6 separate regions of the Mus musculus genome follow, and regions 1, 2, 4, 5 and 6 are each linked to region 3. A link is a contact called in public ChIA-PET, HiChIP or PLAC-seq and promoter capture Hi-C data. All regions are on one chromosome and are shown on one strand. The core of a region is the stretch at or near the end of the contact, and the rest is flanking DNA. Distances in the headings are between cores, read along the strand shown.

Region 1 (4,722 bases), core at 1,105-3,604, 610 kb before region 3:
TCCAATATATAAACAAACTCAAAGAAAAAAAAACACATGATATTCTTATTAGATGCATAAAAAGACTTTGGCAAAAATACAACACCCATTCATGTTAAAAGTATTGAAGAGATCAGGTATTCAAGGTGCATACCTAAATATAACAAAAGCAACATACAGCAGACCAATAGACAACATCAAATAAAATGGGGAGAAACCCATTAAAATCAGGGACTAGACAAGGGTCTCCTCTCTCTCTCTCTCTCTCTCTCTCTCTCTCTCTCTCTCTCTCTCCCTGTCTCTCTCTCTCTCTCTTTCTCTCTAATATAGTATTCAAAATTATAGCCAGAGAAATTAGACAAAAAAAGAGATCAAAGAGATACAAATGTTGGTCTCATTTACTTCTTTTCTGTGAATTTCCTTCTTGGCAAAATAGTTGACTAGCTTTTATATATTCATTGACTATTTGTACTGGTTTTGAGAAGTTTCTGATTATAACCTTCACCCAGTCACTGGTTCTCTCTCTCTCTCTCTCTCTCTCTCTCTCTCTCTCTTTCTCTCTCTCTCTTTCTCTCTCTCTCATTCAATTTATTTCAATTCAGAACATATTCTAAAGGCAGAAGTAAAATCAGTAATTTTATAAGACCTATGTGTCTTTTGTGTGATCTACTTGACTGTTAGTATTTTATAAAAGGTATCTCATGTGTGACTTCATTTCTTAACATACCTTTTCACTGTGTTTTCTGGTCATTGAATAAGAGTTTAGTTGAAATGGTTCTATCTTTTCTTTCCATTGCTTTAAACAAAAGCAACTTTGTTTAGGGAAGGATGTATTTTATCTTATGGCTTAAAGTTCATCATGAAGGGAAATTATTAGAGTTCTTGAGAGTAACAAAGCTTACAGAATGAATCTTTCTATATGTATAGAAAAGGGGTTTACTGGAAAGACTCACAGGCTGCGGTCTAGCTAATCCAACAATGGTTGGCTGTGGATGGAAAGCCCAAGAATCCTGTAGTTTCTCAGACCACGAGGCTAAATGTCTCAGCTGGTCTTCAGCTTATGCTGGAATCCCTAAAAAGTAAGGTTCTGATGCCAGTGAAGGAATGGACATGCTAGCAAGGCTAGGGCAAGCAGGCAGGAGCAGAAGCTTCCTCGTCCAGCTCTAGCAAAGCCTGTAGCCTAGATTAGAGCTGATTCAAGGTTTGGTTCAAAGGCCTGGGACTCCCTACCTCAAAGGTCCAGACCTGAAGCAGAATCACCGACTCCAAAGCAAGCAAAAAGTTCTCACAGGTATGTCCTCCATTCCCAGATTTGATTTCATGACTAACAGAGTCAAGTTGACAACCAGAAAAATAATCATCACAGGACTCAAGAAGAAATTTGGAGGTGGGAACTGAAGTAGAGGTCATGGGGAAATACTGCATGTTCACTCTCCCTTTTTATACAGCCTAGGCCTATCTACCTAAGTATGCATTAATACAGTAGATTGGAAACCCCCCCCCCCCCACACACACACATCATTCTTTAATCCAAAAATATTCTACAGTCTTGCCTATAGCCAATCTAATGGAGGCATTTCTAAGTTGAGTTCCCTTCTCTCAGATGACCCCCACTAACATCAAGTCGACAAAAGGCCAACCAGTACCGGAGCGAAAGCCTCTTCTTTGCTTACAAGTTTTTTTCTATTTACATTATTAATTCATATATGTTGCTTTCTGCTCTTGGCTTGGTTTATAGTAATAATGTTCAATACCCAGAAGTAGTCCAAGTAAAGCCTGTAAGAAGAGACATTTGCAAAAGCATATGTCTTTATCAAACGTGTTTTAAAATATTATTTCTTCAGACAAAGCTTTAACATATTTGTACAGGTTTCTTTCAAACCTGGGGCTCAATCAACATTTTAAATCTTAACTTTCAAAAAATATAGGTGCAAAAGTCCATTTGCCTCATCTCAGATTCTTAAGTTGGCACTCATTATTGGCACTGTCCTCTCCTGACCGGGTAACCTTCTCTGTTTGGGGTCATGGGTTTTCCTTTCCCTACACTGAGTCTGGGATGTCCAGAGCCAATCTGTAGCGCTATTTTATGTGAAACAGTAGAAGCCCACTGAGTACACGACAAAGCGAGTGCGTGCACTAAAATCCCAGAAGGCGTCGTGCTTAAATGCAAGGATCCCACATATTTACTCCAAACGGAACGTCTGGGTTAAGATTGGGTGTTGCTCTATCTTTTTTTTTTTTTTTTTTTTCCCCATTTGCGTCAAGTATGGGAGAGGTTGTTGATCCTGCTACTCACGAATAAGAAGGCGGGTCCAGCATCTTTCGCCAATCAGAGCCGCTGTTACTTCCTTGCTGGAACTGTCAAATGAGGAACACGGATGTTCTGAAGTTTCTGCCCCTGGCTCCATTTTTGAATCCCGTGTAGCTTTTGTGAGGTGTTGTGACAGCTGGTTTCAGTCAGTGCCACCTATTTTGTCGGCAGGCTCTTCCGAAGGACCCCCGCATGCGTCCGAAGCTGGAAATGGTGAGTACACGGTTGCTCCCGGAGTCGTGGGCCGCGGCTTTGACGTAGCCTGGCGCAGCTTGGCACCGCCGACCCGACGTTCCTCTGGCGCTGTGCTGCAGTTCGAGGTGGAGCTTGGCACCGGCGGAGCCAGGAGTCGGAGGCTCCTCCTGCCCTGTCGCTGTAAAACTGCTTTATCCCAGTCCCTTGGCTATCATGGGGAATGAGCTCGGTGGTCCTGCACCCTGCAGACTTTGCAGCGCTCACGGGTTGGTGATGCGGTCTGGTCAGTGTAGTGAAAGGACGTGGGTGTTGAGCGTTACTGCTGGTCTGACCTTGCACTTGCGTTTGGCCTGCTTTATTGTTTTCTGAGGTCTCCTTGATTTTGTATTAGTTTTGCTCTAGGCTGCTTCTCCAAAGAGAAGGAATATGTAATGTGCTTTTGGTGGCAGTGGTGCTGGTGAGTTTTTGATTGGTTGATTTCTTTGTTTTTCAGACAGGGTTTCTCAGTAGCCCTGGCTACCCTGGAACTCACTTGGTAGACCAGGCTGGCTTCGAACTCAGAGATTCTCCTGCCTCTGCCTGTAATGTGTGTTTGTTTGTCTTCTTTCCTTTCTTGGAACTCATTACGTAGACCAGGCCTACCTTGAACTCAAGAGATCTGCCTGCTTCTGCTTCCTGAGAACTGCAGTTTAGATGCGAGCACCATCATGCCCTACAAGGTGGGCTCCTTAATTAGTATTTACCAAGATTACAGTCCTCTAGAAAAATATTAACATCTTCGGTTGTTTCCTTTGCCCTTATGTAAATCGTTTTTCTAGACAGTGTAATTTGCGACTAGGGAAAGTGTGGACAGGGGCCATCTGGGAGAAAAACATACGTGTCTTCTATCTTCTGGATGAGGTATTTTTTTGAGAGTTGGTTTGAGTGCACAAAACATTTCAAATTTTATTAGTGTTGTTCATGTGTGGTGAGCCAATCTTTGGGCTCCCGTGCCATAGTATATACTGTGCAGGTCAAAGGACTCCCTTGTGGGGTTGGAGTTGGTTCTCCTGTCCATTCCCTGGGTTCAGGGATCAAACACAGGTCACAACGCATGCTTGACGACTGCTTTTGCCTGTTGACTCATTTCTTCGGCTTCATTTATTTTTACTTTTACTTTTATTTTAAAACCGGGTTTCATAGATCCCTGGCTATCATGAAACTCCATATGTAGATGACCTTGAACTTGGGATCCTCCTGCCTTCAGGTTTTAGGATTTCAAGGCATGAGCCAGCACACTTGCTTTGATGTGGTGCTGGTGCTGGGACCGAGGGTGGGGGTGGGGGGGCGTCTCCATACTAAGTAAACATTCTACAGAGTCAGCCCTGTGCTCATCCTGCTGTACAGTTTTTCTCCCTTAGATTCTGGCAGGAAGATCCCAGGATTTTCTCTTTAGCAGCATGTGTGTCATTGACTGCTTAGTGGCAAGCATGGAATGCATACTAATTTTTTTTATTTCCAGGCAGAGTTTTACTGTGTGTAGCCTTGGCTGGCCTGGAACGTGCTATATAGATGAGGCTTGCCTTGAACTGACAGAGATCAGCCTGCCTCTGCCTCCTAAGTGCTAGGATTAAAGGCGTGCGCCACCACACACAACCTGGAGATATAAGATTTTCAAGTATGTTACCATGATTCTCTGAATTTCTTTGGTGTCTATTGGAATGCCTCCTTCCTCAGCTCCCATTTCATTAATGTGTGTCTTGTTTTATTTGGCTAAGGGTTTATCAATTATGTTTATCTTTTCAACACCAACTCAATTTTGTAGAATGAATATATATATATATATATATATATATTATGTGAACATTTCGCCTGACAGAAAAGATATGTAACATGTTTCCCAGATGCTCACAGAGGTTAGAAGAAAACATTAGATTCATGAGGGAGTTATAGATGGTTCTGGTCCATTATGTAAGTCCTGGGAACTAAACTCGGATCCTCTGCAAAAGGCACACATGCTCTTCTGAGCCATCCCTCCACTTCAGTGGGTTTTATTTTGTTTTTTAGTTAATTTTTTACTTAATTTCAGACTTGATCGTCATTATTTCGCTCACTTAGGGATTTGGACTTTGGGATCTTGTTTTCCCAAAGCCTTCAGGTGCTTCTTCAGGTTGTTCATTTAAGATCTGTCTAATTTATTTTGGAAAAAGATATATTTTGGGGTTTGTGTTGTTCGTGTTCCTGTGCACATCTGCATG
Region 2 (4,384 bases), core at 582-3,081, 750 kb after region 3:
GAGTAATTCAAGTTATTGAGAAGGCAGGACAGAGGGACAATGTGTGCATGTGATGAAGAGTCAGGGCAATGTGGTGAGAAATGGAAGAAGCAGCAGGAGAGAACAGGTGTTTGGAGGGGAGAGTGGAGTAAACTGAATTTCTGGGGCAATCCTTAACAGAAATGTTATGGGGGAGAGGGGGTCCGGGTGGGAAGCTAGCTGCCAAGGTGGCTCAGTGGGCAACAAATAGCTTGCTTGGTAAGCCTCACTACCTGAGTTTCACCTCTGGATTCCACGGTGGAAACAGGTAACTTTTGGAACTCAACTTCCTCATGAGTGTGCCTATAAGCACACACATACATACATACACACACACACACACACACACACACACACACACACACACACAAATGGTTAAGAAAAAAACCTAGTCTTTACACCTTTATCAGATTTCTCTTCCTTTCTGGGAGACAAGGTCTTGCTTGCTCTGTGGCCCTGGCTGTCCTCTGCCTTCCAATGCTGGAATGAATGGTATGTGCTCTCACCTGTGGCAGATTTCAATCAAAAACCATTTAAAAAAATTTAATTGAGGTCTATGAGATTTGCTTGCTTCTATGTATGCACACCACGTGCATGCCCGATGTTAGCAGAGGTGAGAGGAGGTGACTCCTTTCCAGGAAAGGGTTGAGCTGCCACGTGGGTTCTGAGACTTGAACCGCTGAGCAATCTCTCCGCGCCCCCCCCCCCCCCGCCTTCAAATTTAAGTAGATTTAGCAACATGTAACTCAAACTTCAGCCAACTGGCTGCAACCTGAAACCCCCACAGTAGGCTGCAGTCTAGACTTTACGCATTCACTCAAGGAGTTACAGAACCTATTCTGGATCACTTAAATAAATCCCTGCAATGCATTCCACGGCAGCTAAAACACAAACGAAAAAGCCAGTGATGTGGCCACACTGCCCCCAGGTTCAATTTTATTTCAACATGCCTTGCGCGCCAACTTAGATTTCTCTGGCTTGGGGCACACTTAGCTCTTTCTTGCGTCTGCCTGGCCAGCTTCCTCTTGTCAAAATCTCAGCAGAGCACAGGAGGCTCCTTTAGAGGGACTTTCTCCTGCACTTTTCCACACTACCGGTATACATTCCCGCATTCACCCATACTCCACTCCATCGCCACGAGGTCCTGCCACCACATTGCCAGAGTTCCTCTCAGGGCAACTAACGCACTCCAGCGTCTACAGACACTATCCAAGGGAGGCAAAGAGAAACACAAACGAGCCTCGGTGAACTGGGCCAGTGGTGAGCTTGGACTCAGGGCCAGGAGCTCCGCCACACAGCCCGTAGCACCCGCACCCGCGCCCAATGGCGCTACCCTCGCCGCACGAAGCGGCGCGGACCCAGGCCCGCACCTGTGTCGCTCTGCGTCCTGGCGCTGAGATACTGCCGCAGCTTCCTCACGGCGCGGTCGCGGACGCCCTTCTCACTGGAGGCCAGCCGCTGGGCGAACTGGAACTCGGAAGACTGCATGGCGAGAGCCATCGCACTCGCTTCAGCATCCCCAGGCTGCGCGCGTGCCGCTCGCCGCCAAGCGATCCGGACTGCGTCTGCGTATGGGCTGCGGCGCGCGGGTGATGGCGTCACCGGTGCGCCGCTCGCCGCGCGCCCAGGGAGCCCGCGTGGCCCCTGTGCGGGTAGACGCCGTAGCAACGCTGCTTGAAGTGCGTCCTGAGAGTGGCCCAGGTTCAGGGCGATTGACAGGGCGGTTAGTTGGAGGTCAGGTCTCCTCCAGCAGAACGCCTACGGCTGGTTTGATGCAGTTTTAGAGTCTAAGCACAGCTAACAAAGGTCTATCGGGGAAGCGGCGATCCTGCTACTACCTCCATTCACTCGGCGGGCTTCCCTGGACAGACTTGAGACCCAGGAGGAAGGCCGTCATCCAGGCAGCCCAAGGCTGACGACAGCACAGGGGCAGCCCCCACAACCAACCCCCCGCCCCGTTTCCGCCAAGATAGTGCCTTGAGTTTTGATGTAGCATTATAGAGGGGGTGGCCAACCTCCCAATGTCCTGGGACAAGTGCAAAGGTGGAGAGGAGACCCTTGCAGCTTTTTAGGGCAGGTGTGAGATTTGTAGAGGAGCGAGAACAACCCATCCCTGCAGCATCAGGGGCACTTACAGAGGTGTGGTGTAGTGAGCAATCCTTTTTTGCAGGGTCCTAGGATAGATCTAGGGGTGTGTAGTGGCAAGACAGCAAGCCTTCCGCCGCATCTTGAGACAGGTGCAGGCTTGTTGAATGGGGAATCAGCAAATCCACACACACGACGTCTGGGTGAGATGCAGGGATGTCTATTGTAGAGGGAAATTTTGAGGATCTAACTTGACTCTGTAAGTCCTGCATTCAAAACACACAGTTCTAAGCAGTGGGTAGTGAGATTTTCAAACACCAGGACCAAAAATGCAAGCTGGGGAGCAAATGTTTTTTTGTTGTTGTTGTCGTTGTTTGTTTGTTTTGACTCACATTCCATATTACTGTTCGCCATGGAAGGAAGCCAGGACCAGACCTCACCCAGGACAGGACCCTGGAGGCAGGAGCTGATGCAGAGGCCATGGAGGGTGCTCCTTACCGCCGTGCTCTTTGCAGTTTGCTCAGCCTGTTTTGTTTTTGTTTGTTTGTTTTTTTTTTCGAGACAGGGTTTCTCTGTATAACCCTGGCTGTCCTGGAACTCACTTTGTAGGCCAGGCTGACCTCGAACTCAGAAATCCGAACCCAGGACCACCAGTCCAGGGATGGCCCCGCCCATAATAGGTGGGGTCCTCCCCATCAGTCACTAAGACAATGCCTTACAGGCCTGCTACAATCTGATTTTATAGAGACATTTTCTTTACTGAGGTTCCCTCCTCCCATGACTTTAGCTCGTGTCAAGTTGACATAAACCAGCACAAGCGGGAACATACTAAACCAACATAAAAGAAGGCTTTTAACAATTGTGCAAACTTTAGGGACATCTAAAACTCTACGTTATCAAACATGAGAATTATTAGATTAGTATATTCTTCCAAGCTTTGGTGATTTAATTTTGATTTTTTTTTTTTTACCCCCATGTAGCCCAGCCTAGATTTTCCCATGCTATGTAGCAAGTTTGTCTTGAACTCCAGCTTCCGCCACCCAAGTGCTGGCACAGAAGCACTTGGGGCCAAGGGACGATGAGGTTTTCCCTGCGCGGTTTCTCACAGTGTATAGGTTTGGTTGTAGCATCTTCTCTCTAAACAGGGAAGGACGGATTCTGCTTGACTCTCAGGCCTCACTTTGCAGGTAACAAGTCTGAAACGCAACTGAAGTAGGAAAGCTACAGTAGAATCCAGGTCCATCTCATCCCTGGACCCAGAAAGCGAGAGTGAAGAGCAAATCGTCGAGATTTGAACCTTGTGGCTTTCCGTATCGTGGGGCATCTTAAGATTCCCGCGTTTTTGTGTGTGCGTGTTAGCGAGCTCTGCGCAGGCGCACGAAGCTGAGGCAGCGGCTATGGCCGCAACCGTGGGCGACGGGTCCGGTACTGAGGAGGCCTGCCGGGTCAGTGGGTGCCCTACATATGGGAGCTGCTGCTGATTACTCCCCTCAGGGCGGATCCAGTGCCTGAGGAGATGTCCCTGTAGCCCTGAGGGGACCTGGCCAGGAGCTGCGCGAGGGTGGGCCAGGGCCGGAGACAAGAGGCACAGTTCCAAATCATCTGCGGATGCCTCAGGTTAAAAAGTGGTAGCCCAGGCCTTAGGCCTTGAGGCTCCGGGGAGCCGGAGCTGAGAACTCACTTATCTGGGTTCTGCCCCTGATGCCCCTTCATGAGAGGGCCTGGTTAATGCCTACTTCCGGTAGGATGCCATTGTATGATGGTGTGAATGTTAGGGGTCAGCAAAAGCCAAATGCGGCCGCAGGGATCCCACCCGAGCGGTTCAGCCTGGGGCGCATTAACTTGCAGGCATTTTCTTTTGGCTTTTAGGAATATGAGTTCGGTTTTTCCCCTTACGTATTTCCATTCCCTCCTCCACCATATTTGTTCTTACTGAATCAGTCTTGACATGTTGCTCAGGCTGGCCTCCAACGCTTGGGCAAAGCCATATTTCACCCTCAGTCTCTTGAGAAGCTAGGACTGTGGGTGTGAATCATCACCCTTGTCCCCGTCATCATGGCCCTCTGTATATAAAGCCCATGTGTACACACACATCTATATCCATATATGTGTAACAGGAGGGACATTAGGTGCCAAGAGTGGTGGAAGAGACTGTAACCCAGCACTATGGAGGCAGAGGCCTACACACTGCTTAGTCTACATAGTTCCAGAACAACCAAAGCTACGCAGTGAGACCCTCTCAAAAACCAAATAAAAACCTTAACACACACACACACACACA
Region 3 (4,514 bases), core at 1,315-3,814:
TTTGTGTTTATGTCCTGTCGGAATTTGTGAATAAGGCATTTGTGGCCTCTTTGTGTGTGCTCGAATGTGTGTGTGTGTGTGTGTGTACACTCTTGAGCATGTGTGCTTATTCTTTGGATTTCATTGTCTAAGATGTCATCTAATTCACTTGAATTGGAGGTCACTACTGTGGAATTAGTAATTTTTGGTAGAATTGTGTTTTCTTTTCTTTTCTTTCTTTCTTTCTTTCTTTCTTTTTTTTTTTTTGAGACAGGGTTTCTCTATATAACCCTGGCTGTCCCGGAACTCACTTTGTAGACCAGGCTGGCCTTGAACTCAGAAATCTGCCTGCCTCTGCCTCCCGAGTGCTGGGATTAAAGGCATGTGCCACCACGTCCGGCTGCGTTTTCTTGATTTGAATGTTTATTATAGTTTTCCAATAAAGCTTCTTTATTTGAGGTTAAATCACCGGTTATTGTTGTTGTTGTTTTTTAAATCATATTGCTCTTTGAAATGGAACTGATTGCAATTTTCAGGTTGTAGTAGGGATGAAGTTTTGGTTAATTCTGCTGCATAATGTTTGGCCCACCAGGTTAACAGGGAAATAGTGTCTGTAATAGTCACTATCCACAGCTAGGCTCATTGTAAAGTGCATTTAAACCCACAAAGTACCATGCCTCAAATACCAATCACTTTAGAAAATAGAGGAACAGTATGACTCTGTTTTGAACAAGTGTATCAACAACATTAGTTACGAGTAGAAAGGAAAAGAAACATAAAGGTGGTCCTGAAGTAGGAGGCATTGAGCTGAGGCGGGTGCAAAGAAGAATCTGAAAGGGGACCAATGATGATGTCCTAGCAGTGTAGACACAGAGATGTCAAGTATACGCGCACCGAACGTTGAAGTAAGTCAATTTGAAGTTGGCTGAATGTCCTGGGCAGGAGAAACCACACTGGAGATGGAGTCCAAGGACTGACTCAGTTCTTCCCGTGTTGATGACAAACAGTAGGCAAGGAAAAAGTAACTACAAGGGGACAGTAGTGACATGAGGGTGCAGAGGAGGGAAGCTTGTTTAAAAGTACAGAATTGCAAGCAGATAACCTAAAGCCGTCCCAGCCATTAGCAGCAGGCTGAGACCAGAGACCCTGAAAACCAGGCCAGCCTGTGTTCCTTGGGGAAATCTCTGAAAGGGAAAATAATACAGAAACGATAGGGAAAGGAACTAGAGAGAAAAGAGGTAAAAATGGAAAGCAGAGAAGGACACAGTCTGCTAATTTGTCAGTAAATATTAAATATTTTTTATAAATGTGAAGAAGAGAGAACTGGGTGGGAGTCTGAAGAGTTGGGGGCTGGAACGCTGGCTTCGTGGTTTAGAGTGCATATTGTTTTTGTAAAGTACCCAAATTCTGTACCAGGACCCACGTTCTGCAGTTTATAAGTCCATCTCCGCGGATTCAGTGCCCTCTTCTGGCCTCCATGGGCATCTGTTCTTGCGTGACATGCACACAGACACACAAACATATTTTTAAAAAAATAATAAATTCTTAAACAAAATCTGTAAATGCCATCTAGTCATCTTGCTGGCTGCGCCTCAAGTCTTTTTAGCTTTCCTATTTTCGCTCCTGTCTTCTAAAATATCACTTAAAATACCTGTCTGCAGGTTCCCTGACATTGTTCCAAGCTTGCACCTTCTTCACCTTCTTCACAGCAGGAATCTATTATCTGTCTACTGCTTCCCACCCCCACCCCCCCACCCCCGGCCTCTTATAACGCTTTCAGCACCCAGAGCAGGCTTACAATTCCAATCTTCTCTCTTCAAGGCTTCCTTTCTGATTTCTACCATTCCTCTGTGAACTTAGTTCTACCTCCGCAGTCAGGCTGGTTCTCCTGATTGCAGGAATGTCTGCCCTGGAAGTCATCTGTGGAGTATTCCAGGTTTATGTGTTCAGAGTCCTGGAGCTCCGCTGCGACCTGCGCAAACTTCCACTTACTGAAGAATCTTTGGAATGCTTCGAATCTTAAGAATGGTTCTGTGTCCTTCCATTCCCAAAATGTTTTGCTCTAGAAGTGACTTTGTGAGGGCAATAGTGGCGAGGTGGGTTCAAGAGAGAATTTGAAAAGAGTAAGCAGAATGGGTAAATCCCCAGCCACAGAGACCTTGGTGACAACCATCGATCACAAAATGAGAGAGAATATTAGAAGCGCAGCCAAATAGGCATAATTCACATCATTCTTTTCAATGCCATTTCTCACTCACGCAAATAGAATTTAGCCGACATCTTTGCTTTGTTAAAGAATAGACTTCTACGTATGTTTAAATCCATGTAAAATATAAAGTATTCATCCCCTTCACACGTAACGCCAGAAGTAGAGTTTGGGAATCCCACCTCCAGTTTAGACCCCAAGTATCAAGCCTTACGTTCGGATTAGAGGTTTGGCGCCACAGTACACTCGAGAGGATGCTTTTTCTGTCATTTAAGCATTGGGAGGCGTGCACGTGACTCACTGGCCAGTAAGAAAAGTTGCTTGGCTGCATAAACTGTCCAATGAGATTTTCAGATGTTGAGAGAGGGCGGGCACAGAAGCGGAGGATGCCACTTCCCGTCCAGCCATTTTAGGCGTTTGTGTCTTCTGTGGAGAGAGACCCGCAGGTTGTTTTCCCCAGTGTCTGTGTTCCATCCACTTACTGCAAGAGCTGCCGGAGAACAGCAGGACACCCGGTGATTGGAAATGGTACGTGCGGCCAGGCGTCCCGGCTGCGGGGAGGGCGCCGCTAGAAGCGGAGGCGGCAGTGGGGACGCGGCCTTCCAGGGCAGCTGAGTCTGCATCTCATCTGCTCTGCTGGGCCGCGCTGCCCGGGTCCCTCTGGGTGGAGCTGGGCCATCAGGCAGAGCTGCGGTCCTGTCCTTTGCTAAGAGCTCAGTGCTGCGGCCATGGCCTCCCTAGGCATCCGGGCACCCGCAGCGACGCGGCTCCGCAGCCTGGGCGGTGGCGGCAGCGTCGCGGTGAGACACGGGACCCTGGAATTCGTGTGTGTGTGTGTGTGTGTGTGTGTGTGTTGGGGGGCAGGGAAGCCGCAGGGTGTGGTGACCTTGTGTCCTGGGCGTGTTGTCATAAACAGGGGGGACAAGTTTGTGTGTTTCCAATGCCAGAATTTATCGAATAATTAATAATTCACAAGTCATGTGTATTTCGTTAATAATTAATCCAGTAGTCCCGATTTTGCTAACCAGCCATTGGCAATCAACGCGTTTTTATATAACAATCTAATTGCTAACGTTAACTGGAAGATCACACATGAACATTTCACACAAAAACATACAAAATGTGCAGATCACAGAATGACTAAGAGCCAAAGTGGTTGAGTTTAGAGTCTGTCCTGAAGTAGGAGGCATTGAGCTGAGGCGGGTGCAAAGAAGAATCTGAAAGGGGACCAATGATGATGTCCTAGCAGTGTAGACACAGAGATGTCAAGTATACGCGCACCGAACGTTGAAGTAAGTCAATTTGAAGTTGGCTGAATGTCCTGGGCAGGAGAAACCGCACTGGAGATGGAGTCCAAAGGACTGACTCAGTTCTTCCCTGTGGGTAAGTGTGACAGTTGCCTGCCATCCTTTGGGCTTGGGGATGCTCCTTCGTAGTGCCAGGTGAGGGGATTATATGTTGTATACTTTGTGTGGTGTTTCTAATACAATTTGGTATATTTTTAGTTGTTGATATTGTCAGTTTGTCCCTCCTAGTTTTCTAGGAGATAGTGGGCCTTTTTTTTTTTTTTTTTTTTTTGCTTGCGTAAACAAGTTGTACTGCCCTTCCTTTTTCGGGGGAGGGGCTTTGAGTAACTAGTCCAGGTTGTTATTTAATAAAATGGAGTCATTCTAGGCTTGACGTTGTTGGAAAGCAGATATTCCCTACGGTATCACTGAGTGGTCTGCCCTGGCTTCCTCACTCTTGTCACTCACAGATTCAAGGGGAAGCTGTCTTTAAATTCCATGACCTGTGCCTGTAAGTCAGTGAATCTTAGCATTTCTACCTTCTTCTGCTCTTCCTAAACTCACTGGATAGGCGTAGCCATACACATGCGTGCGGCTGGAGTCTGGCTCTGTCATAACGGCTGCTGCCTTCAGATCTTTCTACACATTGACTTTTGTTTTTATATTTTATTTTTTAGTTGTTGTGTATATGTGTGGTGTGTGTGTGTGTGTGTGTGTGTGTGTGTGTTTCCTGCATGCTCCAGCTTGCATGTTTAGAGGTCAGAGAAAGAAGAATGCAGTGACTAATCTCTCCTTTACATGGGTTCCCAGGATTGAACTCAGGACATTATACTTCTGCAGCCAAATGTCTTCACCTGCTGAGTCATTTTTCCGTTCCCTACACATTATTTTAAAAGGCAGAGCCCTGATAGAGGTAGGCCTTACTGGATGTGAGCGCAATCTTGGGTTAGAAAACCCTAAATGTTAGGTTATAAAGTGCCCAATGGTTACCCTGAACAGGGCCTTCCTAACTCTTAGGGAAGACAGGAGTACGCAAGTATACA
Region 4 (4,798 bases), core at 1,611-4,110, 570 kb before region 3:
TACTTTCCATAGATGATAGTTTTCCTTGTGTGGATTATTTCACATAGAGGCATCATAGTATCATCTATTTTCCTGAAAATGGCATGAGTTTGCTTTTCCTTATGGTTGAATTATAGTCAATTATATGTACATATGTATGCATGTATGTCTTTATCTGTCTGTACACATAGGAAATTTCTAGTTTCTTTGGGAAGTCAGTTATATCAAATAATGTTTTGCTGGGACACACAGGTGAAAGGATGGTTTGCTATAGCAGGAATGTGAAAGGATTCATGATGAAGAAGTACAAATATGACCCCACAGACAGTGGGAGAGAAGCATTCGGTTTGCTCTGCCTGATATTCTTTGCTTACTACATCCATGTATTAGTTCACCTTACATAGTGTTGTTGTGCTAGTGGTTAAGCCTGAGAGAAACTCACCAAAAAACTTCTTGTAGCGTTCCTGCCACTTCTTGCCTCTTCTGCTACCTCCCCTCAGGCTGGCCTGTGAGCCTTGCAGTTTCTTCAGGATGAATTATAGCTGCTGGTTCGTGTGTGGTATCTGCCTGCCGAGAGGACTAGACTGAAGCTGCGGTTCATGTATGGTGTTTGCCTGCCAAGGGAACTGGACTGAAACTGATGATTCATATTTGGTGTTTGCTACAAGCAACATTCATTTCTGAACTTTTGACAAAGAAGAGTGAACTCACCCCAAAGAACTATTCCTAAACAGGCCCACTTCTCTCATATCCTAATAACTTTTCTCCTCCACTGCCTCTGGTGGGTGGTGGGCAAGAAGAAAGGTTGAATATTTATTAAAATAGGCTGAGTGACCCCAATGGGGAAGTTAGAGTAAGGGCTGTAGGAGGTGAAGGGGTTTGCAACCTCATAGGAAGAACAACAATATCAACCAACCAGCACCCCACCCCAAGCTCCCAGGGACAAAACCACCAACCAAAGAGTAACCATGGCTCCAGATGGATATGTAGCAGAGGATTGCCTTATCTGGCATCACTGGGAGGGGAGCCCCTTGGTCCTGTGGAGTCTTGGTGGCCCAGGATAGGGAAATGCTAGAGCACTGAGGCAGGAGTGGGTGGGCAGGTGGGGGAGAAACCTCATAGAGGCAAGGGGAGAGAGAAGGGGATAGGGGGCTTGTGGAGGGGAAACTGGGAAGGGGAATAACATTTGATATATAAATAAATAAAATAACCAATAAAAATAAAATAGGCTGAAAAAATTATGCCTACATACATACACTATATTCTCTTTATTTGTGTCTTAACAAGATCTTGGCAGATTTCAGAGCTTAGCTATTTTTGAGCAGTGCTATAATAAACATTAATGTGCATTTCTCTTTAAGATTTATTTATTGTGTATACAGTATGTATGCATATATGCTTACAGGCCACAAGACAGCACCAGATCCTATTATAGATAGTCATGAACCACTGTGTGATGGCTATAAGTTGAACTCAGGACCTCTGGAAGAGCAGCCAGTGCTCTTAACTTCTGAGCCATCTCTCCAGTCCATGTCCATTCATTTCTTATGTATAGTAAAATTCTTTCCTTTCTCTTTCCTAGCAAAGGGTGCTGGTTTTAGTTTGTGACCTTTAGTTTTGAGGTTTTGTTTGTTTGTTTGTTTGTTTTCAGAATGGTTTCTGTGTGTCCCTGGCTGTCCTGGAACTCTCTTTCCTTCCTTCCTTCCTTCCTTCCTTCCTTCCTTCCTTCCTTCCTTCCTTCCTTCTTTCTCTCTCCTCCTCCTCCTCTTCCTCTTCCTCCTCCTCCTCTTCCTCTTCCTTTTCTTCACAATGACCTTTAACTTCTTGCCTCCAAAGTCCTGTAATTAAAGGTCTGTACCACCATGCTAAACAATTTTAAGTTGTTTTTGTTTGTTTGTTCTTAGAAATCTTCATACTTTATTTTTGTGTCTGTATTAATTTACATTCTCTCTTAAAAGTTATAATGACTCTTTCTCCTATATCTGGTTTCATATATACTTCTTTTAAAATTTTAAGATTATTTTTATATGTGTATGAATGTATGTATGTGCACCATGTGAGAACCTGGTGCCTGTGAATTAAAAAGGTGATGAAGCTCTTGGAGTTAAGATGTTTTCAAACGATCGTGTGGATGATTGAAAGCAATCCCAGGGCCTCTGTAAGAGTAACAAGTGCTCCACATCTTAATATTCAGAAGTGGGACAGTGTATTCTACAGCCACATTGAAGTTCTAGCCGAAATAAACCAAATCCACAAACACTATTTCTAGGAGTTTGGTGAAATGCATCTCTAATCTTAACCACCGCACAAGTTCTTCATGTTGAAGATATATTCTGAATTCAGCATTCTCTGTACGTTATAAAACCCAAACACTGTACAGTAAGCAGCGTAATGACCACCTATAGTACAAGCCCAAAGAAGCGCTGGTGAGATGGGTTGGTTGGTAAAATGCCTGATTATCCTTCATGAGGATCTGCGTTTGGATCCCCAGAACCCACGTAAAAAGCCGGCCAAGCCTCTATCGCTAAAACTGGAGGTAGGGATGTGTGTCATTGGCTTTGTCCTAATGTCACTGAGTCCTGAATGTTCACAAAAAAAGTAGTGTGAGTAAGCGGAAAGGCACGAGGAACTCACACGAAGAACTAAATGTGTGCTCTAAAAACCCCGAAGTATATTCTCTTTAAATAGAATGACACCAAATATACTCCGGGTTTACTCCAGGGGTTTGGGGGAGCCAGAGTTAGGGAGGTTCTGTAGTCAGTTTGCCGGGTGAGTTCCATTTAAACGCGCTGAAAAGAGTTAAAGAGGCGGGTCGGTACCGTTCACCAATCAGGGACGTTGTTACTTTCCTGCATGAACTGCCCAATGAGGAGCATGGATAGTCAGAGGGTGCCGCCATTGCCGCCCTGTTTGAGTCCTGTGTAGCTCCAGGGAGGCAGGTGGTGACTTGGCCTGAGTCGCTGTCCCTTCTGCTGATTGTAGGCCCTTTAGGAAGCACACTGCTCGCGTGTGAAATCAGGAAATGGTGAGTGTGCCCTGTGTTCCTGGAGTCGTGCGTGGCACGTTGGTGACATCGCGGAGGCTTTGTCCCTGTGTGGTGCCGCGGCACTGACGTTCGCCTGATTCTGTGCAGGAGTCTGTCACCCGCGCCCTCTCACCCACGTGCGTTTTAATTCCGTGCAGAGCAGGCAGCGGGGAGCCTGGGGTCTGGTCCTGTCGGTCCGGCCCTGCCCTGCCCCGCCCCCCTTCTGAAGCAGTGTCTTCTAGTCCGCTGTGCTCTCGGGTGAGACAGCGCCTCTCCAGACTGCATCGCTGGCGAGTTGGCGTGATGCTCTGTAGCATTTAGACTGTTGTGAGGGGCTTTGATAAACGCTGTTCGTTCCTTCCTTCCTTCCTTCCTTCCTTCCTTCGTGGGCATCGAACCTCAGGCTTTGCTCATTCTAGGCAATCCTTTTACCAATGAACTGTAAACCTATCCCGCATCCTGGTTTTTGCTGTTAGCGTTAATGCAGGAGGATTTGTTTGCTCCCTCTGGGCTGAGAGTGGGAGGAATGCTCCGGCTTGCAAGGAAGAGAGGATTTTCAATTTGCTTCAAAATTGTTTGGATTCACCAACCAATTGGGCAATTAATTGTCTAGGCACAGGTGAAATTTGGGGGAATTTTTTTTTTCTTCTAGCATTGCTGGCTGTAAAAAAAAAAGCATGAGATGGGATGAATAATTTAATTGTAAAAACAAACAAAAACGTGGTAGATTCTTTGGCTGTGGACTTGAACAGAAGGGATGAGAGGGTTATATCTGTTTCTATCTCATCGTTATGAATATTCGTAAGTTGTTTATATCCTCTTGATTTAATTTTAGCTTGTTGTATGCGACTCAGAATCAAACCATTTCTTGCATATATTTCTTTTCCTCGTGGGGGGTATTTTTTTCAAAATACTACCAAATGGTCCACTGCTTTTCTTTTTTCCTGTCTTTTTTTTTTTTAGTCTCTTGCAACCTCCCCTAATTTATGACTTTATTAATTTGTCTCTTCCCTCTTTTTTGTTAGCTTGACTACAGTTTTGCCTATTTTACTGTTTTTTAAAAGAACCATTTCTGAGATTGACATTGACTGTGTGTATTCTTTGAGTCAATTTCAATAATTTTTCAACTTATTTTTTACTTCTTGCTGTCTTTTGCTCTTAAGTCTGACATTTTGTTGTTTTCCTAAGACCTTGTGTTTGAGCCATTAAGTTGAACTATTTATTCGGCATTCTGAATTCTCAGTGTGTGTATGGGAAGCCGCGGTAGCTTTTTTGGCTCTAAATTGAAGATGAACTTGGAGGGTAACCAGAGGAAAATTTAATCGAGTTTTTGAGGTTGAGAGGGGGAAAGCAGAAAACAGGGCAGGCAAGCTTTAAATATTGGCATTTGTGGTTAGGCGAGAAAACAAAACAAAAGGATGCCTTTTAAGTTCAACATGGAGATCAGAGAAACAGTGAGGAAGCCAAGGGTGTTAAGGAAAGCATATTTTCTAAGTGTTGAGACTTGGATTTGAGTTCAGAGGGGACCTGATTTACAGGGTCTTGTTTCATACACGGAAGGATTACACCAGAGACAAAGTCTGAGAAAATGTGATCCATGACATGTTGTGAGACATTTGCAAAACATCCAGTTTATATACCAGGAGCTTTTCTTGAGCGCGCCCCAGTAAGAAAGGGCTTAAGATCTTCCTTTGCTGACTGGCTTCTTTCTTATGTTAATCTTCAGGTTGCTTTTTGTTTTATTTTGTTTTTACTCCTATTTTGCATTTGTATGTAAACATTTGTAGCTATGAG
Region 5 (4,668 bases), core at 1,763-4,262, 780 kb before region 3:
GAAGACCCAGACAGTGGTGGTGAGGACAGACCATGACAATTAGGGTGGAGTCACTCATGAGTCTGGTATGATATGAAAAGGTGATTCTGCCATTCTCTCAGTTAATGTTTGAAGTATGAAGAACAGCTGGGGTCTGGCCAGGCAGGCTGTGTAAGTTGCTGATGGGGCAGGAAGTGTACTATAGGTCTGTAGAGTGCCAAGGAAGGACTCTTGTTTGGTGACCACAGTAAATAGCAATAGCAGCCATGGCTAGCTTCCTAACATTCACTTACTGCATAGGATAAACTATGTTTGGGCATAAGGTCTTCCTCAGAAGTTCGAACTGGCCTGGGATTGCTATGAATCCCAGGCTGGTCTTGAACTACTGTTCCTTCTGCTTCAACATCCTGAGTGCCGCCATGTTTGACTAACTTTTCAGTGCCAGGGCTGGGATCCTGAGACTTACATGTTGTTCAATCATTATGCTCCACTTCCAGTCCTTACTAAGCTTTTTGTTTTGTATTTTTCATTTTTTTACAATTTTTATTTATTACTAATGTATGTGTCTGTGCATGGGATGAGTGGGTGTGCACGTGTGACAACAGAGGACAACACTGTGAAGTCATTTCTCTTTATCCACCTTTATGGGTCCTAGGGATCGATCTTGGATAACTAGGGTTGCTCAAAAGTGCCTTTACCCACTGAGCCATCCTGCTTGCTATTATTTTTTTTTTAATTAAGGGCACTACCATGCACTTAATCCTAGCACTCCGAAGGCAGAGGCAAATGGATCACTGTTGAAGGACAGCCTGGACTACATAGTGAGTTCTAGGTCAGCAAAGACTAGTATAGAAATAATATACATGTATAGTATGCATATATACTGGATACATGCATATATATGTATATTATATAGACACACATATGTAAAGGCAAGCATAGAACCCACCAGGGTAGGACTTGGGGCAAGGATTGTAATACCTGTAATCCTCTAGTAAAGGGTGATGAGGCAAAGCCATATAGTCCAGGCCAGGCTCAAATCTGTTATGTAGCCAAGGATGACTTTGAGAGTCTGATCTATTGCCCTGCCTCCCCAGTGTGAGAGGACACATGTGCACCAATGTATCCATTACTTGGGGTTTGTGGAGTGCTAGGGATCAAACCCAGGACTTCATGCATACTAGGCAAGCTCTCTACTAACTGACCTACATGCCATGACTAAGTCATGATCTACATGACTAAGCTTAAAAAAGTATGTATGTATGTATGCATGCATGTATATACAAATGTGTGTGTATAAGTGTGTGTGTGGGTTGGGGGTACTGGCACCTGTGTGCACGCTAAAGTCAGAAGAGGGTGTTAGTAGGTTGGTTCTTTAGGACCTGGAGGTAATAAACAGGATGTGGATGCTGAGCCCTTAACCTTTATTCTCATTATAGAGCATCAGTGTTGTTTACTGCTGAGCCATTTCTCCAGTCTTGTGACCAGGATTTTTAAGTGGATTACTTCAACTTCCTTTCAACACACAGAGGGTGGTACTGGTGCTATCATTAGGTCCATTTTCAAAAGAGAGCACTATGGTGCCTCAAGGTCGGAGGCTTGCCCCTTCCAGCCTTTAGAGCTGGGTTCCTCTTTCTGTTTTTTTTCCCCTCCTCTTCCCTCAGGTTGCTCAGTGGCTTCTGTCTCTTTAATCTCATGACATTCACTCACTGCCTGTTTGTTCTGCCTTCAACATCCAAGCTCCCCCAGTTGCTCTGAGCTCTTCTGTGTCATAAAATCATCAGTGTTTTCCTATGTGTACTCCTTGCTACTTGTGAGGTGGAGGCAGGGTTTGGGGGGATGTTGCTTTGCTGGCAGAGTGTTTATCTAGCTTGCATGAAGCCCTGGATTCTATCTCCAGCACAACATATACTGAGTGTAGTGGTATACATCTTGAATTTCAGTATTCAGTGGGTGGAGGCAAGAAAATCCAGGAGTTCAAGAATGCACTCAATTGGGCACTAGCCTACATGAGACCTTGTCTCAAACCAGCTATGGGGCTATGTTGGCACAGCCAGTGCTCAGCAGTTAAGAGCACTGACTGTTCTTGCAAAAGACCTGGTTTGGTTCCCAGCACCCACTCGATGGCTCACAACTGACTGTAACTGCAGTTCCAGGGAATCTGATGCCCTCTTTTAGCCTCCTAGAGCCCTGCGTGCACATGGTACATAGACAGATATGCAGACAAAACACACATAAAATGAAAATAAATCTTTAAAACTTCGCTTAATAATCAAATAACTGAATGGATGAAGTACCCCGGGGTTAAGACAGTCTCTTGTCCCCCTCTAAAAAATACTCCTTTGTCTCCCTGGCTCAAGTTGAAACTATATGTTCCTAAGTTCCTTTCTTGAACTGTGGGTGGGGGCAGTTGCAACAAATAAGTTTGTGGTCTCAGTTGACCACAGCTAAATATGACTCAATCTGCTGTCTCTTGTGAAAGACACTGTGGGGCTGTAGGTGGCTATGGTGAGAAGTAGAAGGCAGATTCTTCCTCTATCTATTTAGTCAGCTCTGCCTACAACATGGGGGTGGGGTGGAGTAGGGTTGAAGGTGGGTGAAAGAAGACAATACCTTATTTGTGCTATTAAAGGGAGGGGCTGTTTGTGGTCAAGGTGGTAGATCTGGTAGGGCTCAGGCTTGCAAGCTTTGTAGTGCAGTGAACACACTTCCTGATTTCTATCAGTGCTTGGAGTAGGTACAAGCCTAGCCTAGGCAGATGGGGTCTAATCTCTACTCTTGAAACTCTGAATGGTCGATGAAGATGGTGACTCAAAGAGAGGCCATGTGGGAGGGTGTAAAGGCGAAGTGGGAATATCATCCAAAGCTAAACTTGCAACTTGACCCTAAGAGCCAAGAAGGCCTTGTAGTAGTGGTGAAACTCCAGGATCTTAGCTTCTTTGGAGTGGAGAGCCCAGGTTCAAATGAGGCTGGGGGGTGCTCAGAGGCTGTATAATAGCAATGGGCTACTCACAGGAAACCCTGGTTGAGCTTTCATTTTCTACAAAAAGGAAGGGGAAGCCACAGTTAAGATGACCACTAAGAGAAGCGACCTCTTGAAAGGATTAAGCCAAAATCTTCTTCCACTTTTTGTTTATTTAGCAGCTTGCTAGGCCTCCCCTGCCTCAGTTTCTTCATTGAAAATATAAGAACTCCAAGTGCAGTAGACCTCATGGAATCAGCTACCCAGATTCAACAATGTAGAGGTTATCATAAGAAAATACTAGTATCCCCACTATCACTATGGGTGTCTGCCTTGAACTTGGCCAGCCCCTATGGGTCCAAAGTGATAGGAAGAGCCAAATGATGGAGCTTTCGAATTCACCCCAGATACATTCATTGTAACTAGGCTGGCTGGGTGAACATATTCTAAAGACACTTGTGTGCCTCACTTTGGCTATCAGACTATTTAAACCCAAAGAAACTAGAATTTCTCCCAGGAATATCATGCAGGGAGAAGAGAAAGCTTAAAGCTAGGGCCAGTCGAGGAGCCTGACCTGTTAAACCACCTTACAGAGGAGACATTGCTGGGTCAGTGGTGGGCAGAACCACACCTTCACTAGGAAGTATATAGATAAGCATAACTCTGGCCTCTAATTAAACTTAACCTAATTTCAGGGCCGTGAAGATGGACTCGGTGTGTGTAAGAGTGCCATTACATTTCCTTATCTCTCTTCCCAACGTGGCCGCATTGAATGAATCTCTTTTTTCTTCTTTTTGCTCTTAATTTGACTATTTTAATTGGCTAATGGAGGACTAGTGGCTGGACCTGGCTTGTGGACTCAAAGGCTGTGACTCCAAGTCTTGTGACAAAGCTCTCTGAGGACTGGGTGGTGATGAGCAAGACTAGAGAGAAGTAGAATAGCTACTTCCTTTCTCACCAAGGTCCTGAGAGCTGTGAAGATGTGAACCTGATACTGTAGCTACCACTAGCCTGAGCTGTGGGTCCTTCCCTTGGCTCTCAGGGGGTGGCCCTAGAATCCTGGACCTATATTCTACCAGCCAGGGGGTTGTTACACTGCACCCTGCACCTCTGAACTGTGCAAACAATATTCTAACCTCTCAAAGTCCTGAGTGTCTCACTCTCTCTCCATAGGGCTGGGGTTAGGGTATGTATCTGATGGAATCAGTGGGCTTATTTCCTTCTGGCTTAGCTGGAGGCCAACAGGTAGGGATCTTTGTCTTTCTAGAGGTAGCTGGAGTCTCTTATACCTCCTTAAATTCTCCACACAGAGGCTAGAGTTGGAGTGACTCAGGTCTTAGTCTTTTGGAGAAGCCTAGTGGCTCCCATGCCCAAAGCTGATACTCACTGATCCCCTCCTATCTTCCTTGTCCAATCAGTTGTGGGCCCTTTGATTGTTCATTATTTTTTAAAATACCATATGATTTTCTATAATCAAACCCATATAGATAAGACCTGACATATTTAATACAGTTTGTTATCTCTGTATGCTTTTTTAAAAAAAATTAAAATTGTATTTATTTATGTGTTGGGGGTTTGACAGCTCACCTGCAGTCAGTCGGAGGACAACTTGAAGAAATGAGTCTCAGGTCATCATTGGAAGTAGATACCCTTTGAGCCATCTCAATAACCTTGGTTTTGTTTGTTTGTTTGTTTGTTTTTGTTTTTGTTTCTAATTTCTGAGATGG
Region 6 (4,632 bases), core at 1,087-3,586, 850 kb before region 3:
CAGGCACACAAACCCATCACCCTCCTCTTCCCTTAGGTTCTCATTCTAACTTTGGTTCTTCCCCAATCTCAGCTTCTCTTTTTGGGTAAGAACTACTCCTGTCCCCAGGTTCCTGGAACCCACGCCCTCCAGACTCCTCCACCTAAGCTGTGTCTAACCTCTAACAGGACCTAACTACTTATTCCTTTCTACTAGCCCATGGCCCACGCTTCTGATCAACAATATCTTCAACCTTTGTGCTTTGTGCCACTGCTCCCCCTTGACCTCTCTTTGCCCTCTGCCTGATCACCGGTTCTCCCCAGTCCTTTTTTTTTTTTTTTTCCTGATTTCAAAATACATCCGGAATTCAACTACTTCTCACTGTCACCCCAAGTAGAGGAACTGCCCTCCACAGTCCAGATCACTGTAATGGGCTCCTCCTCCGTGGTCTGCTGCCCTAGAGGAGGCCTATAAAGTGTCTGCTCCCAATCTCTCAGCGAGTTCATCTCTGAGGAAAGCAAACAGTCCCTGAATGACTCAGCAGTGGTCCCCCCACCCCGCCTCTGTCCTGTCTGTAATGCATACCACTCAATGCATGGGTCTCTCCTCTTCCTCCTCTGTGTCTTTATGATAATGCTCCTTAAGGGTGACCTCGGAGATAACCCCATTTTAAATCAGTTTTCTCTTCCCAGTTGCCCACAGTCACCAACATTTTCTACTCTCTTTGTCTCCCATTACCTATGAAGTTTTTTATATTAGTTCTTATATTAGGGTTGTTTTGAGGATTTTTATTTTTGTGGTGTTAGGGATGGAACTTAGCACCTTGCTAAACAAGCTCTAGCAATGAACTATATCTTCCCAGTGATGAGGGTTTTTTGTCATCGTCCTCTCCTCCTCCTCTTCCTCCTCCTTTTTTTTAATTTGTTTTTTGAAGCAGGGTCTCATATATCCTGGGCTGGCCTCAAACTTGCTTTATAGTTGAGGATAACCTTCTGCCTCTGCCTCCCATGTGCTGAGATTACAGGTGTGTGCCACCATTAGTTTAGCTTGCTTGCTTGCTTTTCTTTTTCTCTTCTCTCTTCTCTCCTCTCCTCTTCTCTCTTCCTCTCCTCGCCCCCCTCTCTTTTTCTTTCCTTTCCCTTTCCCTTTTCCCTTTTTCCTTTTTCCTTTCCTTTCCTTTTTTTGTTTTTTGTTTATTTTAAGTCAGTTTCTCACTATGTAGCCCAGGCTGGGATTCAACAGTTCTACTGCTTCAGCCATCTGAGTGCTGGCATTACAGGTGTATACCACCATACCCATTTTGACTATAAATTGTTAAAATTTAGTTGGGGGGACTAGAGAGATTTCTCAGTAGGTAAAGTACTTGTCATGCAAGCCTGAGTTCTAGCTTCAGTACTCATACATAACAAAGTCAGGAGCAGTACCTGTCATCCTAGTTAGCTCTGGAGAGCTTAGGCCAGGAGGCCCTCTAGGGCTTGTTGGCTAGCCATTCTAACTAAGTTAACAAGCTCTACATACATCTATCTAAGATGTGGGTATTAGGTGTCATAGTCCCTGACATGTCTCATGAGGACCAGAAGGGAGGCTCCCCAAATGTACAGGCACTATATGATATGTTTAGAACATTTCTGGTGCTCTCAAGTCTGACCTGCTCTTTGCCATAGGTGCTGGTAGATATCCCCAGCCTATCTTCACCAAGGGTAAAAAAGATTGGAGGACAGAGAGGACAGAACCTTGTAAATCTATCTAGAGATGGACTCAGAAGGATCTCTGGGAAGGAAGCAATTCTTGCCTGGGGTCAGACATTTCTTTGTTGAAGCCCCAGTCTAAGTGAGTTGATGACCACAAGGGTAGATAAGGAAGGGTTTAGCAGAGCACAGCTTGGGTAACGGACTGGAGATGGGGACTGGTGTAGCAGGTGCGTGACCCATTTAATCACTTCACAGGAAACCTCTGCTTATATCCCAGCTGCTGACCTGGATTGAGGGTATATCATTCCAGGCAGACCCAACCAGCACCACACTGCCTTGCAGTCACAGATACAAAGCTGGTCCACAAGAGCTCAAGCTATTATGCCTTGGTTGTTTCTTATCTTTTCCTGTGCCATCTCATCCCCAAGACTGTTCTAGCTCTGTTCTGCTAGGTTACCCATGAGGGCATATTTACCAGTTCCCCAGTTTCTACTTGGGACCCTTGTTACCTGAATGAACTTCCAATGGGGGCTTGAGGACTCACCATGGCTTCAGGGGATGATGAACCACAGGGTGAATGAGCTCTGAGCTTAGGCTTCTGCCTTGAGGAAGTTAAGTGTGGTTTCTGCTCCACGGGCTGACACACCAAGTCGGAGCTGTTGGGCTGGGGAGGGCAGAGGAGGAAGGAGGCGGAGATAGCCTTTCTGTCCCCTCCTTGAGTTCCTGCCTGTCCACTACTGTCCCCAAAGTCAGGTCATTAGACCTAAGCACATCTATAAAGCACAAGTTTCCTAGCTCCTACTAGCCTCTTGATTCCCTATTGTCCCCCTTAGTTTTAACACTTTGGGGTCCTGACAAGCTTTGTCTCTGAAGAGGCAAGCTTAGGACAAACTCAGGACAGTCACAGCACCTTAGTGGGGATTTTATGGCTTTCTCTGGGTCTTAAGACGTCTCTAAAGAGGTAGACCTAGGATATGGCTGTTGCAATGGTGAGGACATATCTGTCCTCCTGTATTGCTTCATCTACCTTGTTTCACCATTTGTACTCTCAACAGGACTTCCCTGTTAAGGTGACAAATGCCCCATCAGCCAGGGCTATGCACCCAAAGCATCATCAACTGGGATAAGCAGACTTATGGGTGGGTGGCATTAAAAGATGTCTAAGTCCTGGGCTGAAGGGACATCACTGTTGCTGTGAAGGTATGGGGTTTTAGGACCTCTCAAGTTCACAGTGGTTAAAGGAAGCAGAGAGAGGAGAAACAAGAAAACTGGATTGCAGGAAAATGAAGCCCAAAGTGGGACAAAGGTAGATATAGGAAAGGAGAGCCCTGACACGTGATTCAGTCCACAGGAACAAAGAACACTCAGCAGGGTTCAGAGGTATGATTCTCAGTTTGGGAACAGAATAGAATTCTTTGAGCTGTTAAAAAAATATCTTCCAGAGATTCTGATGTCACCAGTCTGGGATGTGGTCCAAGGAGGAGGACTACTTACACCCTAGCAGGATGGTTCTGGTGTATAGATGAGTGTACATGTGTCTATGTCCCTGGAGTCACAAAGTACATGCTCTAAGCAACTGGCGTAGTGGTGCATACTTGTAATCCCAGCAGAAGCAGGAAGTTCACTACATTTCCAAGGTTAGCCTAATCTACATAGTGAATTTCAGGCCAGCCAGCACTACATAATGAGACCCTGACTCAGAAACGTAACCAAAAAAGTACATGTTCTACCCAGGTATAGTGGCACACATCCGTAATCCTCGCATGTGGGAGAAGAGGATATTAAGTGCATGACCATCCCCCGGCTGGAAAGTTGAGACCCTGTGAAGGAAGATAACATAAACTAAATCCAAAGTTTGTAGCTCTGTTGGTAGTGTACTTATATAGCATGTACAAAGCCTTAAATCTGATTTCTAGAATCTCATAAAACAGCACTTGGGAGTTAAAAGCAGGAGGATTGGAAAGTCTGGTAGTTTAAGGCTATTGTTGCAGTGCCTTGTAAAAATACAATGAAGCCGGGCAGTGGTGGCGCACGCCTTTAATTCCAGCACTTGGGAGGCAGAGGCAGGCGGATTTCGAGTTCGAGGCCAGCCTGGTCTACAAAGTGAGTTCCAGGACAGCCAAGGCTACACAGAGAAACCCTGTCTCGAGTAAAAGAAAAAAAAAAAAAACCCACAATGAAAACCAATCTTAGAAACAAAATAAATATATGTTTTGACTTAGGTGATGGGCCTGCTGTTGGGTATTATAAGGCTGATAGAGTAGCAAGAACTTGTATAACTCTTGGGAATGAGCCAGGTATGGTTTCAGCTTATTTAAATGGAAATAAAGCAGCTTAGGTTGAGAGGCACACCTTCCTTATTTTAGCACATAGCATCAAGATTCTGATGCTTGTTTTCCTGTCTTGGGTCACAGTTCCTAGAGACGAGTCTGCTTTTATAGGAGTCTCAAGTGGATAGTTTCCAGAATCTTGGTGAATGGAGTCAGGTAGAAATATGAAAGAAGCCACGCCACGCCTATAATCCCAGGTACTGGTTGAGAATATGGCTGGTGGATGTCAGATTCAATTCAGGTTTGGTAACTGAGTGGAGACCCAATCTCAAAACCGAAAACAATGAGTCAGTGAGATGGCTAGGGGTTGTGGTTATGGTTAAAACATTTGCCACACAAACTGGATGACCATAGTTCGATTCCTGGAACACATGTAAGGTGGAGGGGAAAAACCAACCCCACAGCTGTCCTCTGATCTTTATGCTGGCCTGAAAGCACACAGTAGGCCATCAAGGCCAGCACAAGCTAAAGGATTGAACGGCAGGAGACCCAACAGGGGAGAATGCAGGGTTGTTGGTAACCTCCCAGCATGGCTGGCAGACTGTATTTGACCTGCATGAGGATGACCTGGTGGCCCTAACTAAACTATGGAACTAGAAGTCTAAAACAATGGAGGGCCAATTATTGTGGTG

What was found. Promoter capture Hi-C pulls out the DNA fragments that hold promoters and counts their contacts. ChIA-PET counts read pairs in DNA pulled down with a chosen protein or histone mark. HiChIP or PLAC-seq counts read pairs in DNA pulled down with a chosen protein or histone mark.
Region 1: a contact with region 3 is called in a promoter capture Hi-C map of liver, with 3 times the contacts expected there. The contact joins the promoter of Zfp101 here to the promoter of Zfp871 in region 3. A contact is called at or near these places in 13 of 39 promoter capture datasets (the 3T3-L1 cell line, 3T3-L1-derived adipocytes, the C10 cell line and 9 more), 1 of 484 Hi-C or Micro-C datasets (pre-B cells), 4 of 115 datasets of contacts at active chromatin or transcription factors (bone marrow-derived macrophages, embryonic stem cells and fibro-adipogenic progenitors) and 2 of 9 other capture datasets (adipose tissue and liver).
Region 2: a contact with region 3 is called in a FOXA1 HiChIP or PLAC-seq map of pancreatic cancer cells. The contact joins the promoter of Rrp1b here to the promoter of Zfp871 in region 3. A contact is called at or near these places in 2 of 39 promoter capture datasets (the HPC-7 cell line and pre-B cells) and 2 of 115 datasets of contacts at active chromatin or transcription factors (large pre-B cells and pancreatic cancer cells).
Region 4: a promoter capture Hi-C map of the SN4741 cell line shows a contact between it and region 3, with 3 times the contacts expected there. The contact joins the promoter of Zfp81 here to the promoter of Zfp871 in region 3. A contact is called at or near these places in 12 of 39 promoter capture datasets (the 3T3-L1 cell line, 3T3-L1-derived adipocytes, the C10 cell line and 8 more) and 1 of 9 other capture datasets (adipose tissue).
Region 5: an RNA polymerase II ChIA-PET map of effector CD8 T cells shows a contact between it and region 3, with 9 read pairs. The contact joins the enhancer-like site here to the promoter of Zfp871 in region 3. A contact is called at or near these places in 5 of 39 promoter capture datasets (the 3T3-L1 cell line, 3T3-L1-derived adipocytes, HPC-7-derived erythroid cells and 2 more), 4 of 115 datasets of contacts at active chromatin or transcription factors (bone marrow-derived dendritic cells, effector CD8 T cells, kidney and 1 more) and 1 of 9 other capture datasets (liver).
Region 6: a contact with region 3 is called in a promoter capture Hi-C map of pre-B cells, with 2.2 times the contacts expected there. The contact joins the promoter of Pram1 here to the promoter of Zfp871 in region 3. A contact is called at or near these places in 13 of 39 promoter capture datasets (the 3T3-L1 cell line, 3T3-L1-derived adipocytes, the SN4741 cell line and 9 more) and 2 of 115 datasets of contacts at active chromatin or transcription factors (memory CD8 T cells and pancreatic cancer cells).

Annotation. Positions count from the first base shown.
Region 1 is chr17:33,392,269-33,396,990 of GRCm38.p6, reverse strand. It overlaps Zfp101 (zinc finger protein 101), which reads left to right and starts at 2,354. Exons shown (of 4, transcript NM_009542.2): 1 at 2,354-2,503. The coding sequence starts at 2,483.
Region 2 is chr17:32,033,609-32,037,992 of GRCm38.p6, reverse strand. Rrp1b (ribosomal RNA processing 1 homolog B (S. cerevisiae)) reads right to left here and starts at 1,831. Exons shown (of 16, transcript NM_028244.2): 1 at 1,389-1,831. The coding sequence starts at 1,518. Hsf2bp (heat shock transcription factor 2 binding protein) reads left to right here and starts at 3,485. Exons shown (of 8, transcript NM_028902.1): 1 at 3,485-3,548. The coding sequence starts at 3,501.
Region 3 is chr17:32,786,337-32,790,850 of GRCm38.p6, reverse strand. It overlaps Zfp871 (zinc finger protein 871), which reads left to right and starts at 2,564. Exons shown (of 4, transcript NM_172458.3): 1 at 2,564-2,713. The coding sequence starts at 2,711. Gm17115 (predicted gene 17115) reads right to left here and starts at 2,457. Exons shown (of 2, transcript NR_168031.1): 1 at 1,778-2,457; 2 at 412-1,464.
Region 4 is chr17:33,356,940-33,361,737 of GRCm38.p6, reverse strand. Zfp81 (zinc finger protein 81) reads left to right here and starts at 2,860. Exons shown (of 4, transcript NM_207541.1): 1 at 2,860-3,004. The coding sequence starts at 3,002.
Region 5 is chr17:33,561,700-33,566,367 of GRCm38.p6, reverse strand. All of the region lies in intron 1 of Myo1f (myosin IF), which reads right to left. Among named protein-coding and RNA genes, the nearest start is that of Myo1f, 8.3 kb to the right of the region's middle. Within about 2 kb of position 3,012, at least 102 of the 459 cell types and tissues checked have an H3K27ac peak or open chromatin away from gene starts, as enhancers often do. A contact at or near this core is called in bone marrow-derived dendritic cells, effector CD8 T cells, liver and 1 more, where this site is marked.
Region 6 is chr17:33,635,760-33,640,391 of GRCm38.p6, reverse strand. Pram1 (PML-RAR alpha-regulated adaptor molecule 1) reads right to left here and starts at 2,336. Exons shown (of 10, transcript NM_001002842.2): 1 at 2,215-2,336. The coding sequence starts at 2,217.